Linked DNA regions of Mus musculus: all the other regions are linked to region 1. The links are chromatin contacts, called in public Hi-C and promoter capture Hi-C maps. All regions are on one chromosome and are shown on one strand. Each heading gives the region's core, a stretch centred on a gene start, on an enhancer-like site or on the middle of the called end of the contact. The rest is flanking DNA. Distances are from core to core; before and after follow the strand shown. Region 1 holds the start of 1700012D14Rik (RIKEN cDNA 1700012D14 gene). Region 2 holds the start of Mical2 (microtubule associated monooxygenase, calponin and LIM domain containing 2). Region 3 holds the start of Zfp143 (zinc finger protein 143). Region 4 holds the start of Dkk3 (dickkopf WNT signaling pathway inhibitor 3). Region 5 holds the start of Wee1 (WEE 1 homolog 1 (S. pombe)).

Evidence for each region. Promoter capture Hi-C pulls out the DNA fragments that hold promoters and counts their contacts. Hi-C and Micro-C count contacts between places; a contact is called where the count stands out from the background.
Region 2: a contact with region 1 is called in a promoter capture Hi-C map of embryonic stem cells, with 4 times the contacts expected there. The contact joins the promoter of Mical2 here to the promoter of 1700012D14Rik in region 1. A contact is called at or near these places in 1 of 39 promoter capture datasets (embryonic stem cells) and 1 of 115 datasets of contacts at active chromatin or transcription factors (astrocytes).
Region 3: a promoter capture Hi-C map of pre-B cells shows a contact between it and region 1, with 7 times the contacts expected there. The contact joins the promoter of Zfp143 here to the promoter of 1700012D14Rik in region 1. A contact is called at or near these places in 6 of 39 promoter capture datasets (the C10 cell line, the HPC-7 cell line, cranial neural crest and 3 more).
Region 4: a Hi-C map of B cells shows a contact between it and region 1, with 8 read pairs. The contact joins the promoter of Dkk3 here to the promoter of 1700012D14Rik in region 1. A contact is called at or near these places in 4 of 39 promoter capture datasets (cranial neural crest, embryonic stem cells, hippocampal neurons and 1 more), 1 of 484 Hi-C or Micro-C datasets (B cells) and 1 of 115 datasets of contacts at active chromatin or transcription factors (astrocytes).
Region 5: a promoter capture Hi-C map of pre-B cells shows a contact between it and region 1, with 6 times the contacts expected there. The contact joins the promoter of Wee1 here to the promoter of 1700012D14Rik in region 1. A contact is called at or near these places in 7 of 39 promoter capture datasets (the HPC-7 cell line, cranial neural crest, hippocampal neurons and 4 more), 2 of 115 datasets of contacts at active chromatin or transcription factors (astrocytes and pro-B cells) and 1 of 9 other capture datasets (liver).

The regions. Positions count from the first base shown.
Region 1 is chr7:111,121,158-111,124,028 of GRCm38.p6, reverse strand. It overlaps 1700012D14Rik (RIKEN cDNA 1700012D14 gene), which reads left to right and starts at 1,354. Exons shown (of 3, transcript NR_015573.2): 1 at 1,354-1,646.
Region 2 is chr7:112,224,378-112,227,248 of GRCm38.p6, reverse strand. It overlaps Mical2 (microtubule associated monooxygenase, calponin and LIM domain containing 2), which reads right to left and starts at 1,413. Exons shown (of 26, transcript NM_001193305.1): 1 at 1,228-1,413.
Region 3 is chr7:110,060,239-110,063,109 of GRCm38.p6, reverse strand. It overlaps Zfp143 (zinc finger protein 143), which reads right to left and starts at 1,399. Exons shown (of 16, transcript NM_001374618.1): 1 at 1,335-1,399.
Region 4 is chr7:112,157,625-112,160,495 of GRCm38.p6, reverse strand. It overlaps Dkk3 (dickkopf WNT signaling pathway inhibitor 3), which reads left to right and starts at 1,365. Exons shown (of 8, transcript NM_015814.3): 1 at 1,365-1,530; 2 at 2,078-2,313. The coding sequence starts at 2,101.
Region 5 is chr7:110,120,638-110,123,508 of GRCm38.p6, reverse strand. Wee1 (WEE 1 homolog 1 (S. pombe)) reads right to left here and starts at 1,450. Exons shown (of 11, transcript NM_009516.3): 1 at 584-1,450. The coding sequence starts at 1,159.

The DNA of each region.
Region 1 (2,871 bases), core at 105-2,604:
ACATTGAAAGAACATGAAACAGCCAGGTGGTGATGGTGCATACCTTTAATTCCAGCACAGGAGGCAGGGGCAGGCAGATCTCTATGAGTTCAAGGCCAGCCTAGTCTAGAGAGCAAGTTCTAGGGCAGCCAAGGCTACACAAAGAAACCCTGTCTCAAATATCAAAACAAAACAAAAAGTACATAAAACAGCCCCTGGCTCCTACAGTGCACTCTATAAACAGTATTATTATCTTTATTTGCTGAGTCCTACATTGCCTGTATTTTTCTCTCAACCAACATATATTATAATCATAACTGTATATAAATATATAATAAATTATAATTTGACACAGCAATTAACAGAAAAAAATCTGTATGTTTCAAGAACAGTAGACTCGTCAGCATATAGAGCCTAAGTTAAATCCTAGTCTTTAATTAAACACGAATATGTTTAATTATTCTTCCCATTGTCTTATTTTTGAGTTTTTTTTCCAATTTACAAAGACACAAACCAGGTATGTGAAGTTCACATTGGGGACATATATAAAAATATATAATAAACAAAATCTTATTCCAAAATTATACTGAAGCTTGATGACTGCCATCAGTCCTGATAACTACTATTAAGGGTTAGGCTTCGCGGGGCATGGTGGCACATGCTTTTTAATCCCTACACACAGGACCTCAAGCCTGGCCATGCCCTTTTGGAAAAGAGGGAGAACGGGGATAGATGGCTTAAACACCCAAATGTTGCCAGCCCACCCAACAGAGATGAGTTGGTAACGCTGAGGTAAACCTCAGAAAAAGAAGAGTTCTAAGGATTTTCCCTTTCGTCCTGCTGGGCCACCTGGGAGGCCAAACATCAGGCGTGCCCTTGGCCTGGCCTAACCCCCCGGCTGGTAAAGGTTTATGCACGCCGAGTAAGGTGAGTTTTTTCTTCCCGCTTCCAAGCACTGAGTGACCGGGCCACCATCAGCCTAGGCTGGCGAGCTCAGGATCCATAGCTGTCTCAGCAGTCCTTGCAGAGCGACAGAGCTGAGGGAAATGCCGACTGGGCCGCCATCTGTCTGTCAGCATCAGCCACGTGGAACTGGAGGAGCCCCGGAATCTGCTCTCTAAACCCGCGCCAGGCCCACGGCGTGCCGGGGAATTCAGAAAACAATGGCTTCGCCCGCCAGCCCGGAGCCCAGAGCCGGCTAGGCGGCTCCCAGGTCACACCGCGCCTCAACCAAACTTGGGCTCTTAGTCCCGCCTCGCTGCTCAGCGCGGATTGGCGGTAGGGATGAGCTCTGTCGCTGATTGGACAGCGGCGAAGTCGCTCCTGCAGACCATCGCGTCTGGCCGCAGTGGAGCTCTAAGAGTCCCTGAATTCAGACTTCAGGCCGCGCCGTCCGAGAGTCGGGGCCCTTTGAGGTGGCTTAGGCGGTATCCCTGAGTTGACAGCATCACCCCGTCCCGCGTCCTCCTCTCCTCTGTTTTGTTTTTCATCTCTCCCTCCTCCCTCCAGTCCCCGACGACTGGCCCTAGACCCTCGCTGAAGGTGAGCTGAGCCACCGGCGAGTGGGCCGCTCCGAAATGGCCGCTGCCTTGAGCTGTCTAAAATGGCGGTCTCGTGCTCGGCTGGGGACCGCGACGCGGCTCTGCAGCCCAGCCGCAGCCGAGACGGTAGGGCGATGGAGATGGAGTGGAAAGGTGTTGGGTGTGTTGACACGACTTCATGTCGATGGCACAGTCGACATTCCTGGGGCGAGAGGAATCCTGTGTCACCCACTGGTAGGCTAGGGCAAGAAGCATGCCTCCGGGGGCGTGGTGCTCTGCGAGCAGTGCACGCCTGGCCCGGAGGGATGGCTGTCACTGGCCGCAGGGCGAAGTGACCGCGTTGAAATACTTCTAGGTCCTAGTGGAGCTGCCCGGCCCCTTCTGCTTCTTAACCTTTGCGATTGGCCTGCGCTCCCGTTCACACCTAGGGCCGCCTGGCAGCAAAAGGCCCCTAAGGGGAGACCCTAGTGTTCCCTGAAAGGAACTGGAAACTTAGGAGGGCAGATGCTTTGTCCCCAAGAGCTGCTGGGATGTACCTCAGAAGAGAAAGGAATACGGGGCCCTTTTAAGAAAACAAAGCTACTTTTTTTTGTGCCCACTTGACAACGAGGTGGGGAAACTTCATTTTATGGTGAACCAGTGGCTCCGAGAAGCTCTCTGTTTTGCTAAATTTAAATCGAGGCTGGAAGGAGAGTCCACTGCTAAGGAATAGGTTTTCTAACTACTGCCTAGTTTAAGATTGCTGCCTTCGCCTGTTACAACACGCTGGCAATCTGTTTGTACACACACACCAACCTCTAGTACCAAATGCTCGTTATGCTTGATGAAGTAGAAAACTCCCAAGTACTGTCGAGGCACGTGGGCTGCACAGTCAGTTTGGGAACTCTGTTCATTCTTCACTGACTAAATGTGTTAACCTAGCAGGTGCCAACTTCCCTGTATCTTTCTCTAAAATGCAGTCGTTGATAATCTCAGGTTCTTGACAATTAGATGAATTAACCTTTATGAGGAATTGGGCACAGATACTAACAGGCCACAGAAAATAAGAGAGTTACTCAGTAAGCATTAATTGTTAGATCGGGGACAGACTGGTTATAGTAACAGCATATGTCATGTAACACTTGCATATCTGATTCCACTTTAGATTGAGTTTTTAGTTTTAGAGATATTGAAATGGGGCTGTATTTAAAAAAAAAAAAAAAACTCAGTTGGTTTTTATTCCCACCACCACCACCCACGAATGTTTCTATGTCAGTGGGTAAAAAAGCATTTCAAAGCAAGGAAATTACCAGAACAGTAAGTGGAATGGAAAATATTAGCATATTTACTTTACTACATACTAGGCATTCTC
Region 2 (2,871 bases), core at 164-2,663, 1.1 Mb before region 1:
TGCGCCCAGAGCTCCTTCCCACTGCCACAGGACAACTGGTGGGAAGCAGGCACAGAGTCAGGACTGCTTTCCGGATCCCTAAAACAGAGAGGACACAACACAAGCTTTTGGGGGAGAAACTACTGGGATCCAACCTGTGCCCTCTTCCTTGTGCCTGAAGAAGGCAGCACTGATCACCTTTGAAACCCCTGGGACATGAACAGGGGCTATCCTGGTGTCCCACGCTTTAGGTCCACTGCCCCCACCCCCACCCCTCGCGGAGATTGCTGGCACGCAGAGGACACAGGTACCTGAGAACTCAGGAGGCAAATGCGGAAGGCCAATTGACCTCCAGCTTTCTTCTCTCCGGGTCTATCCATAAGGGCTACTGACTTTATCCTCCCACTAAACCACCTAAGACATAGTGGACAGCGAAAGGCCTTGCAAACGAGAGCTCTTTCCGCTTTAGAAACCCAGGCCCAGAATAAACAATGTGGAAGGAGACAGGAGAGTACTCTGGTTTCAACACGCCTCTTCCCGGTCCAGTACAGGCCCTTCCCAGCTCCGCCGGTGAGGGTGAGGCTAAGACTGAGGCTGGCCTGGGATAAATTAACCCCGCCCTCTCCGAACAGCTGCAGCAGGCAGAGGCTGCAAGGGAGACCCCAGCCCAGGGCCAGCTAGCCACTGACAGAGCAGGACACGAGGGTAGGATGCTCCTGGGCAGGGACAAGCACAGGCTGTCAGGGGTCCCAAGCTAGAGGGAACAGCAGCGCAGGACCCTCGGAGCGTCGCCACCGGCCAAGCAACCAGCCCGAGTTCCAGCCCGCCGCTGGCCAGGCCACTGACATTTGGCCCAACTTCCTGTTATCAAGGAGGGAGGAGAAGAAAGGAAGCAGAAAAATATAATAATAAAATAAAAATAAGCAAGGCGCTCTGTTAGAGGATGGGAAAGGTACGGGAGCCTAGATCGCACAGAGCAAAGTTTGGGGACGTTCCCCTGAACGATGACAGGCGACCCTGCTGCTGAAGGGCGCCTACTATGCGCGTGTGTTGGGTTTTCTGAGGTTAGAATGACAGTTTTGATTGGTGAAGAGCCCACGGCGCACCCCGCAGGTGGGTCTGAGATCCCGGACGGAACTGCCGCACCTGACCCTCCGGGGCGTCCAGTAGGGCGCGGAGTCCAGCCGGGACTGGCACAGTCCCCACCCGCTCCCGCACACCCCGGAGCCTTCTCCCACTCCGTCTTACCCAAGGTCTCGCGGGCCTCCAGGCCTCAGGTCAACACCTGCCTTTCTTGTCCTCTGTCTGAGGGCGCAGAAATCCGGGACCCAGCGGGCCGCCTGCCGAGCCCGGAGCTAGCGAGGCGGCCCGGCGCAGGCTGAGCCGGCCGGGTGCCTGCGGTTCTGTGAGCCGCGGAGGATCCGATTGGGACACGCCTCCATCGAGGTTCGGCCAATGACAGGGCCTCCGAAGGCGAGGCTCCACCCCATGCTTGAGACGCGCGACCAATGGTCATGCAGCGCGGAACCCACCCCAGCGCCCTCCCAGTTAGTACCAGGCTGGGGGTTGCTGTCACCATTGCAGCTTCGGACGCACGTGGGCTGAAGCCCTGCCCTAGCCGCTCCCACCCTGGCCACAGGTCGAAGACCCAGCCCTGGGCTGCTATGAGACGAACACCCGGCCTTGGTGTTCTGGTGTCCAGGGAGAGGGGAAAGCTGGGCCTCCCGAAGCTTTGCCTAGGCAGCTGGAAAGACAGCCTCACTGTCCCTTCTGGACTGGAGGGAACAGCAAAGGACTTCTAGGACTGCCTGGCCTTCTTGGGCCCTCATTTCTTGCTTTTCTGCATGCAATCTTCCTTGCTTGGGTCTTCTCTTGAACTGGCCTTGCTTGGGCTAAAGCTGTGGGAAATGGGGTAGTGACACAGACCAATCGCACTGACTGGGTCGCTCGCACTTTCTCTTTCTTGGCTGTCGAATGGCTAACCCCTGTTTCTGATCGCTTTCATGAATGACCATGCCTCTCACAGTTTCAGCGAAAATTCTGAATGAATGGTTCGGGCTCGAAGTCCTGAGAAATTCATACGGACACTGCGACAGCAGTGAAAATAGGATTCAAGTGGACTGACTCACCCCTGGGGCCCGCAGCCCATCATTCAGCTTGGCCCAATGCAGAGTCCATAAATGTTCTTGAAACTGAGCTGACCCAGCGGGAGGAAAGCAGGCAGGCTTGGGCGGCGAAGGCAAACAGTACCATGACTCCAGGCTGCTGGAATTCCCCGGGTACCACCCTCTGGAGAGCATGCCCCTTGGCCAGGCAAGTGCAGGCAGCAATTCCTCCACCCCCAAACCTGGGGCCCGTCTTTTTCTATACTCTTTGCGTTTCCATCATCCAGGCCTTGGGGTTTCTCAGAGTTTGCCTCTCAGCGTCCTTAGGATTCACTCCACTTCTGTGGATGCGTTTTTATACCTGGTACTCAACCCCACTCAGTCTGCAAAACTCATCACTGACTCTAAGAGGGACAGTACTTGACTCTGGTGGGACTCTAACCATGTCACCACCAATCAATGAACACCTTCCATGCATCATCTCATTTAAACCCAGACCTAGAGATTGATCTTTTCAATATCCTCATCCCCTTTCACAGATGGGGGAACTGAGATCTGTAATACAGAGTCATTTACCAAGACCGTGTGCATATTAACGTGTCTGTATTTAAACGGGGAACTGATTCCAAGTCAACATACACAACCGTGAAGTGAGGCCTCTATAGCCATTCCTGGGCCTCCGAGAACCCTGGACTTGTAAGATCTCTAGAAGAACTGCCAATTGATCTGAGCACACTATAGAGCTCACATCTGGCTGCTGTCAGGGAAAGGCGACCTGAATGACCTG
Region 3 (2,871 bases), core at 150-2,649, 1.1 Mb after region 1:
TCGTAGGATAGGGCCTTACTCCTAGGTAACTCAGGTTGGCCATAAACTCAATCTGTAGTGGAGGCAGGCCTTGAATTTGAAATTTCTCCTATTTTTGCCTTGATAGCTTAGATTTCAAAGTTGAACTACCAGACTTAGTTTGGACTATTTTAGGTGAATTTGAACGTGTGTATATTCTATCAAAAAGCTGTTATTAGTATACTTGAGATCAGGAACTCAGTGTGTAGCTAGCTGTAAATCTGTAATAAAGAGTAGTCTTGAAATCCTCTTGCCTCAGACTCCGATTGCTGGAATTATAGACAGAGACACCATGCCCAGATAAAACAAACCAAAATAAACAAAGGGGAAGAGTATTTGTAGAGTCGATTGACTCATCTCCAAATACTCAAAATGTCAGGGTAAGATTTATGCTTATTGTTTTGTGATCTTTACATTTCACAATGAATTTACTATATACTTAGAATGAAGAAAGTGTTAAAATGTTACACAAGTTTTTGCCGAATAGGGCTGAACGCATCTTTCCTAGTAAAATTTAGGACCAAACTGAACACAATCTGAAACGTGCAATTTCTCACATTCCCAACGGAATATGCCAGATGATTTGAATATTTCAAAAGGGAAGGCAGAACTTGATTCTAAACAAACAGATGGGCAGTGGTATTCATTTCTACTTATTGAAACATCGTTTAATGAAAGGGAGAAAGTAAAAAATGAGTGAACGAAAGTCCCATTATAAAACATTCCAAGAGACTATTTTTGAATATTCGATGTTAGGCCTCACAGACTTTTGAAGAAAAAAATTGTGAAAACGAATAAATGTGCCTACGATCAGAATAGGAAGAAACCCGGGGGCGATATGCAGGCGTGTCCCCAGCCGCGGGCCCCGCGCCCCTGCTGGGGCCTGCTGAGAACCGAGGCCCGGAGGCCCAGTCCGACCGGCTTCCACACCGAGCGAGCGCCCAGGGACTCGCTCCGCGCGAAGGTCAGGTCGAGCTGAGCCTCCCGGCTCCCGAGAGCTCCACCCTCCCCTCCTGCTCTCCCTCCCCTCAGCGGCCCCCTAAGGGGACAGGCGGGGCGCTGGGTGAAGGGGGGTGGGGTGGCGTCCTCAGAGGGAAAGGCTCCGCCGCCCTAGAGTGGCGGCCTCGGGTTATTAATAAACTCCGATTCTGCCCGGGCTGCGCTACGAAGGCGGCCGTAGGATCGGCCAGGCCTGAGGACCAGCATAAGCAGCTGGAGGGAGAGCCGGGGCCCGAGTGGGCCCGCGCCGCCGCACTGAGGGCGGCGGCCGGGCGGAGAATAATGCACACTGGGTAAAAACACATTTATATACGAACCTCCGAGAAAATTTTCCAACAATTCCTTCGTCCGACCACCATGCACCAGGACAGGAAACAGCCGCCCGGCCCCCAAGCCCCGCAACCCGCATAGCAATTCTGAGTCCCGCCCCTACCCTCCATTGGGCTGTCTTTACGTCACTCACTGGAAGACTCTTGCTCTCGATTGGTCTAGATTTAGCTGACGGGCAGGAAACCGCCACTAACTACGCCCACCTCACCTGCGTCATTGTTGCCTGACCTTCCTACCCGCTCATGAGTGGCTGGCGCCAGGTACGGAATCAAAGCTTCTGTGCCTGACTGGATGGCGAAACTGCTCATCGCGGACCACTCCGCCCCACGGACGAGTGAATTATGCCGATTCTGGGGCCCCAGCGGGAGGCGCCATTTTGTAGCAAGGGAGGGAGGTTCGTCCTTTTGATTGCCCGGGAGGGAAATAGGGTGATGGGCGCCATTTTCCCTACAGGGCTAATGTGGAACCCATGGAGCTCCCGGTGGCCCTGCCGGAGCGTGTATCGGAGGCCGGATGGGCCTTGCCTTTCTATTGCCGAGTGTTATTTCATTGGAAGGTTAGAGGAAGGCAGGAGGGCGGCCCGAACCTCCCACGCGCTCCCTAGGGGCTCTCGGAGTCGGCCGAGGCCTTCGCTTTGGGTCTCTGTGCCTAGCGCAGCTGATGCCGGAGACTGGGTTCGGAACCTGCCTGCCCTTCCCCAATCTCCGGGCATGACCATGCCATGGGAGGTTGAGCTTTCTGCTTCTGCGGAGATCCCGGCGGAGCCGAGCTTCCGCTGGGAGGCAAAGCGAATGCTCTTAGTGTGTCCGTGGACTTGTGGTCGCTCGGGTCCTTTGCATGCGCTTTCCCTGTTTTGTGAAACTGAAGGATGAAGAAAGCATCTGTTGGGCTCTTTAACCTATTGAGACATTAGTTGTGGCATGTGGTACGTTTTTTTTTTTTTTTAATCCTCTCGGCCCAACCCTTAAGCCATTTCCAATACAAGGCATTTCAGATAAGAGTGCAGTAGCCGCAGTACCAGGTGTATATTCCAATAAGATGAGGAGGTTGACCAGCATTAGCCGTCAGTCACTTGCATTTCAGGTGATGTCATTGATGAAGTCGAAAAATAGCCGGGAGAAACTTGAGTTTGTAACTAAATCTAGTCGGAACCTACAGTATTACCTTCTCTTGCCCTCACCCCATCTGAGACTTTAGTTTGCAGTATAGTTCAGTAGGCTATGAATTTAACCGGAGAGTATATCCCTAAGTGCTAAGAGTAGGCTGTATAGCCTATGCCACATAAGGCCCAATAAATCACAATTTTAAAATATTAATCTAACCAGGGCATAGTTACATAATCGGTACTCAAATGTCATTTGAAGGATCTCAGGACTTAGAATATACATCCTTTTATGGTTTTTGAGAGTGTGGCTGTCTGGCCTTGTATTTGCTATGTAGAGGGCAATTGATGACATGATCTTGACCTAATCCACCCACAACTCCTATCAAACCCTGGCAAGAAAGGTACATGACACCACTACT
Region 4 (2,871 bases), core at 116-2,615, 1.0 Mb before region 1:
TAAATGGATAATGCTTGTCACTATCCACGTCACCGTAGTGCTGTACCAGCAGCTATTGCTCTAACCACCCCACCCCACTTCGTTTCTCAGGGATCAGGTGTGTAGGCCTGGAGCCCTGCAGATACAACCAAGCTCCTGGTTCCTCGTGGGTGGCAGGGGAGGGGCTGGTGAAGAGACTCCAGTGAGTCTGTGACCTGTGCTAGCTACCCCAGAGGACAGATGAGGCATGTTCCAGTTTGGCTTTCTGTTGCTGTGATAAAGATCATGATTAAAAGCCACTCAGGGAGGAAAGGGTTCATTGCGTCTTACAGGTTTATACTCCAGCATCAAGGAAGCCAGGCCTGGAGCTCAGGACGTGAGGTAGAGCCAATGGAGGAAGGTCACTGTCTTTTGCTCTTCTGGCTTGCTCAGCCACTTTTCTTACACAGCCTTGGCTCAACTGCCTGTTGGTGGTATCACCCCTAGTGGCTGGGATCGCCTACATCAATTAGCAGTTAAGAAAATGCTGCAACGGACAGACCAAACCAATGGAGGCAGTTTCTCAGCTGAGGTGTTTTTTCCCCACGTGGCTCTAGTTTGTGTCAAGTTGACAAAAAATTAGCCAGCACAGGGAAGAAATGAGAAAAAGATCAGGAGATGCGGAGAGGGGGGAGGGGAGGGGAGGGGAGGGGAGGGGAGGGGAGGGGAGGGGAGAGAGAGATGTCAGGGAAACTGATGAGGAAGAATCAGGATAGATAAAGAAGTGGGAGAAGGGTTTTCGGAAACACTTTTTAAAAAAATTTTTAATTTAATTTAATTTTTTAGTACCCCTTTTCTAGGCACTGAAGAGATAACTGTCAATAGACCAGGTTGCTATCTCAGGTACACAGCCCATTTTCAAGCCCTGACCCCTCTTCATGAATCGTGCGTATTAAGTAGGAATTACATGTACAGCTGTAGCCTGCAGCATACATCAAGCTACGTTACAGACCATACTAGTTTGGCAGTACTGGGACTGTTGGTGTCCATCCTAGCTACTTTGCTATGTCGCCTGTCTAGGGACTTGCTGACATTCTGTTGACCCATTCTCATGGCCAAAAGTGGATTTTCCTGGCTGGGTACTGTCTAGACTACCTTGTAATGGCTGAGGGGCTGGGATTCCATCCCTTAGGACTGCGTCCAAGGCAGAGGCAGGCTTAGAGCTAGCAAGGTGAGACTCAAGAAGGCTGTAAAATGTAGTAGAAGCCTGGGCTATCGCGGAGGTAGGGGGCTGCCAGGAAGAGGATAGATTCCTGCAGACTGGCCCTCCCAGGATTTAGAGGCTGGAGTGAGCTGAGGTCGCAGACGGCCTGGAGAGCGATTGGCTGTGCGACCGCCCCTCCCGCCGGGCGGAGGCGTGGTGGACTGGGGGGGCGCAGGCTGCAGGCTTTCTGGATACAGGCGCTTTTGCATCCTAGCCGCACACAGTGCCTCTCCAGCTGCTCTGTGGCAGCCCAGCTACCGGTCGTGACCAGATCCAGCTTGCAGCTCAGCTTTGTTCATTCGAATTGGGTGAGCGGTGGTCATCGTCGTGGAGATAGCCCAGCTGGGTCTCCCTTAGTTAGAGATGGGGGGCTCCATGCATTTGCATCGCGATGGGAGGAGGATGAACTGGGAGGAGGGCTCTGCTGATCTCTGCTTGGGGCTAGGAGAGGCTTGAGCCTGTGTCAGGGTCCAAGAGATCCCAGTAATAGAATTGATGGGGAAATAGTAAAGGAAGGGACGGGACTCGAACCCGTAGTCCAGATAATGTCTCCTGATTCGGGCAAGTGGTCTGCTATTAAGAGTAGAAGACTTGAGTTCCTTGGTTCCGGAGCTGGGGTTTCCATAAGCGTGTCAAGTGGAGCTCTTCCTGGGTACTAGAACGGGGTTTGGGGGCTTAGAGTGCAGAGGGCACCCAGGCTGGAGAGGAGTAGTGGTCACCACTGTTTCCAGCAGGGATTGAGTCTGGGAGGGGGCTGGGTATCGCTCCATCTGGGGGCGGGCAGAGCAGCGGGGCGGGGCGGGACGGGCAAGAGGGGTGGTCCTGCAGTCTTTGATAGCTTTCCGGGACACACAGGCGGCGGCCAGCGCGGAACAAACATGCAGCGGCTCGGGGGTATTTTGCTGTGTACACTGCTGGCGGCGGCGGTCCCCACTGCTCCTGCTCCTTCCCCGACGGTCACTTGGACTCCGGCGGAGCCGGGCCCAGCTCTCAACTACCCTCAGGAGGAAGCTACGCTCAATGAGATGTTTCGAGAGGTGGAGGAGCTGATGGAAGACACTCAGCACAAACTGCGCAGTGCCGTGGAGGAGGTGGGTGCACCCTGAGGGCGCCTGGCTCTGAAAGTGCGAGAATGAGAAAGGGAGTGGGCCGGGGGCTTGGCGGGGGTGGGGTGGGGGGGATATTTCTAGCGATGGTTGCAGCACTGGCCAAAGACTTGGCTTTGTGCAGAGCTGGAAAAAAGGCCTGACAGCAGACGTGGAGTGCCCTGAGTGCAGCGCTGGGTGATTCTTACTCTCAGCCGGTTCTGTCTGCCTGCCGAAAGTCTGAATGCATCCCTGTCCAGCAAGGGAGGTTTGGTGGAATTCTTCCTAAGGAGCAGGAGCCACTGTGTCGCAGCTGGCTGTCCCCTGTTGGAGCTGAGCTGAGGTTGGGGCCACTCGGGTGTCTCAGCGCAATGGGTTTGCAGAGGCTGGGGCAGCTGCAGACAGCTTCAAGTTCCAACGTGTCCCTTGGGCATTGAGCCTGTACCATCTTCCCCAAGAAACAGTCAGGACGCTAGTCATGCGGAAAAGAATCTTGAGCTCTGCTGGCAATCTGTCTGGCTCCCTTAAATGTGTTGTGGGGCAGCGAAGGAGGACTAAAGTAAG
Region 5 (2,871 bases), core at 201-2,700, 1.0 Mb after region 1:
TAAACACAAAGCTTCCGTAATACTAAATCCCGAAAGACAATCAAAAGCAACCTGGAATATCCATGAGTTCACGACGGTAAACACAGAGACTCAAAAGGACGCGCAGAATCTCTAATGCCATATCACATGGAACCACAAGTCCAGGGGGTTGGAACAAACCCTTTAATAAACCTAACTCCTTCCATCCGTGCCCCCCAAATTACAGGCCCGGACACCGGATTTAACAGGCACCATATGGCTCGGAGTGTCAGGTGGCCAGCAGCAATCCGGCACCCTGGCACACCGGACCACCGAGACCCAATACTCAACCACCTGGACAGCGGGGACCAGGCCCTTTGTAAAGTGGAGTAGTTACAGACCAGGCCCATTGTTCAGTTACATAATCTTAACCGACAACTTCTAGGCAGAGCCAAAAAGGGGGGCTGCCAACTTTTTTTTTTTTTTTGAGTGGCGGCGCAGGACAGCGAGCGGGGTGCGGCGGGGCGGTTATGTAACCGAACCCGGGCAGTGGCGCGCAGGGCTGCAGCGCCGCGGCCTTTTTTTTTAAAGGCCCTGGAGCCGGCTCCTCCGCCCCCTCCATTACCTTGGGAGTGTGCGGCGTGTCGAACAGGCGCAGCTTGCGGAAGGTCTTGTGCGGAGGGGTGCTCGGGTAGTCGGGCTGCGGCGAGCAGGGGTCGTCCATGGCTCGCGGAGCCCCGCAACCCTGCGGGGAGGCATCCCCTGGGCCGCCGCAGCGCACTGGCGAGAACGGGCTGCTCAGAAAGTAGGCGGTCGAAGGTGATTTGACGGGCGACGAGGAGCCGAAACCCTCCTCCTCCCAAGAGTCGCCCTCGGCGCCTCCACCCGCCGCTTGCGCGCCTCCGCCGCCGCCCTGCAGCAGCAAGTCGTCCTCCAGCTCTCCCGGGCTGCTGGGCTCCGCGCCGGGCGAGCGACGGCGGCGCTCGGCCTCGGCCTCGGCAGGGCTGCGTGCAGAAGGCAGGGGCGAATCCGGTTCCTGGAAGGCCGAGTCCTCCCCCGTACTGTGGCCGCTGCCTTCCTCCTCCTCCTCCTCCTCTTCCTCACAGTCGCTGCCCGGCGAGAAGATGAGCTTCTGCCGCAGACTGTAAGCGGCTCCTACGCGGCGGGTGGGCGGCGGCTGCTGTCGGCTCAGGAAGCTCATTTCCCGGCTGCAGTCACGGCGGAGCACGGGAGAACACAGGACCGGCGAGCAGAGGCCGGCGGCGTCCAGGTCGCGGCTGGCACAGGGGGCGGGTCCGCCACGTGCGATCGGGCGCGCCGGGCTGAGGCTGCAGCGGGCCTGCGCGGCGGCAACTCCGAGGCCCGTCAAGCTCACGACGGGGCGACGGCGACGGCTGCGGCGCGGGATGTCCAGCGGAGACTGGCCGGTCCAGTGCTGGCGAAAGGCTCCGCAAGTTCGTCCGCAAGTTCGGGTTCCGCGGCTTCCCGCGACCGTTAACCACGTGAGGGCCCAGCCCACCAATCCCCGCCCAGCCCCGGTTTGAAAAAACAGGGAGGGCGCGACGTAGCCCACGGGGGAGGAACCAGCTACGCGATTTTGGCGGGAACTCGCTGACTCCGCCCCACAGCCTAGGCGCGCCGCCAGTCGTGGGCGGGTCGCGGCATCCCGGGCCAATGAGTGGGCCTGGATTGCACAGAACCCCACCCAGAGTCTATGTTTAGAGGACCGGAGCCTGCCGGGAGCCGCCCTGCGAGGAGGGGCGAGAGGACGGCGGCTACTGCCCAGTGCTGGCCTTGGGTCGGCCTCCCTGTCTCCGGGTTCAGAAGCATCCGGACACCGTGCAGCCTTTGGGGACGCCTAGAAGCCTGGTCCAACCCCAGGTTCTGAGGCCCGACCCCTGGGGCGTTCTGGGCGTGGCTGTGTCCAGTCACGTTCTATAGTCGCGGTCCGAGCCGGAAACAGTGACCGAGCTCTGGACCTTGCCCAGCGCGAAACTCAGATAATGAGCTGCAGGACTAGGACACAGAGGTGGCCTCTCACACAGTCTTGTGTCCCTCACAGCCAGACTTATCCGTGATAATTGGTCCTGCCACAAGCCCGAATGCCTGACCTGCAACCGTGGTGTTTATATTTGTTCGCTTACACGTGAGAGTGCGCTAGCCAAACTGATTGGTCCCGGGAGAGAAAAAAAACAAAACAAAACTGAAGTGTAACAGAGGTGAGTGCTGGCGCACACACCTGTGATTCAAACAGTCTGGAAGCTGAGGCAGGAGGACCAGAAGTTTAAAACCCCTTTGCTCTGTAGTGGTCCTGTCTCATAATTTCCAGGAAAAAATAAGTTTCCACAACCTTCTCAACCGTAACTTAAATCTGTTTACAACAAGTGTGTTCCTATTTTGTATGCTATGATCAATCATTTCTCCTTGTTACGGTTTTGTTTTTTTTTTTTTTAGCATTCTCTGCTGGAGTGGGAATTACTGAGGCCAGACTGTCATACAGAAAAGTAGGTTTCTTTTTCACTAGGAAATTAGAACCCACTTTTGGGGAACTGAGGCCATCAGTAGAAAGCTTGATGTTTTTTAATGTAGATTCACATTATCTGGATAATAGCCTATTATACTCTTCTGTTGTCATTTACTGTAGTTAGGAGTACTAATGTGTGTGTGAGCTTTTTTTAACACTTCAAAGGCTGAAAAGTCAAACTGATTTTTGTTTTTGAGACCTGCCTTTGCCGTGTAGCCCGATTATTTGAACCACCTCCAGAGTGCTGGGATTATAGACCTGTGCACCTGCCAGGCCAGGCTGATGGACTGATCTTTGGTTTGGTTTGGTTTGGTTTTGTCTTGTTTTGTTTTCAAGATAAGAAAACTGTGTAGCCCTAGCTGACCACTAACTCACAGGGATCCATTTGA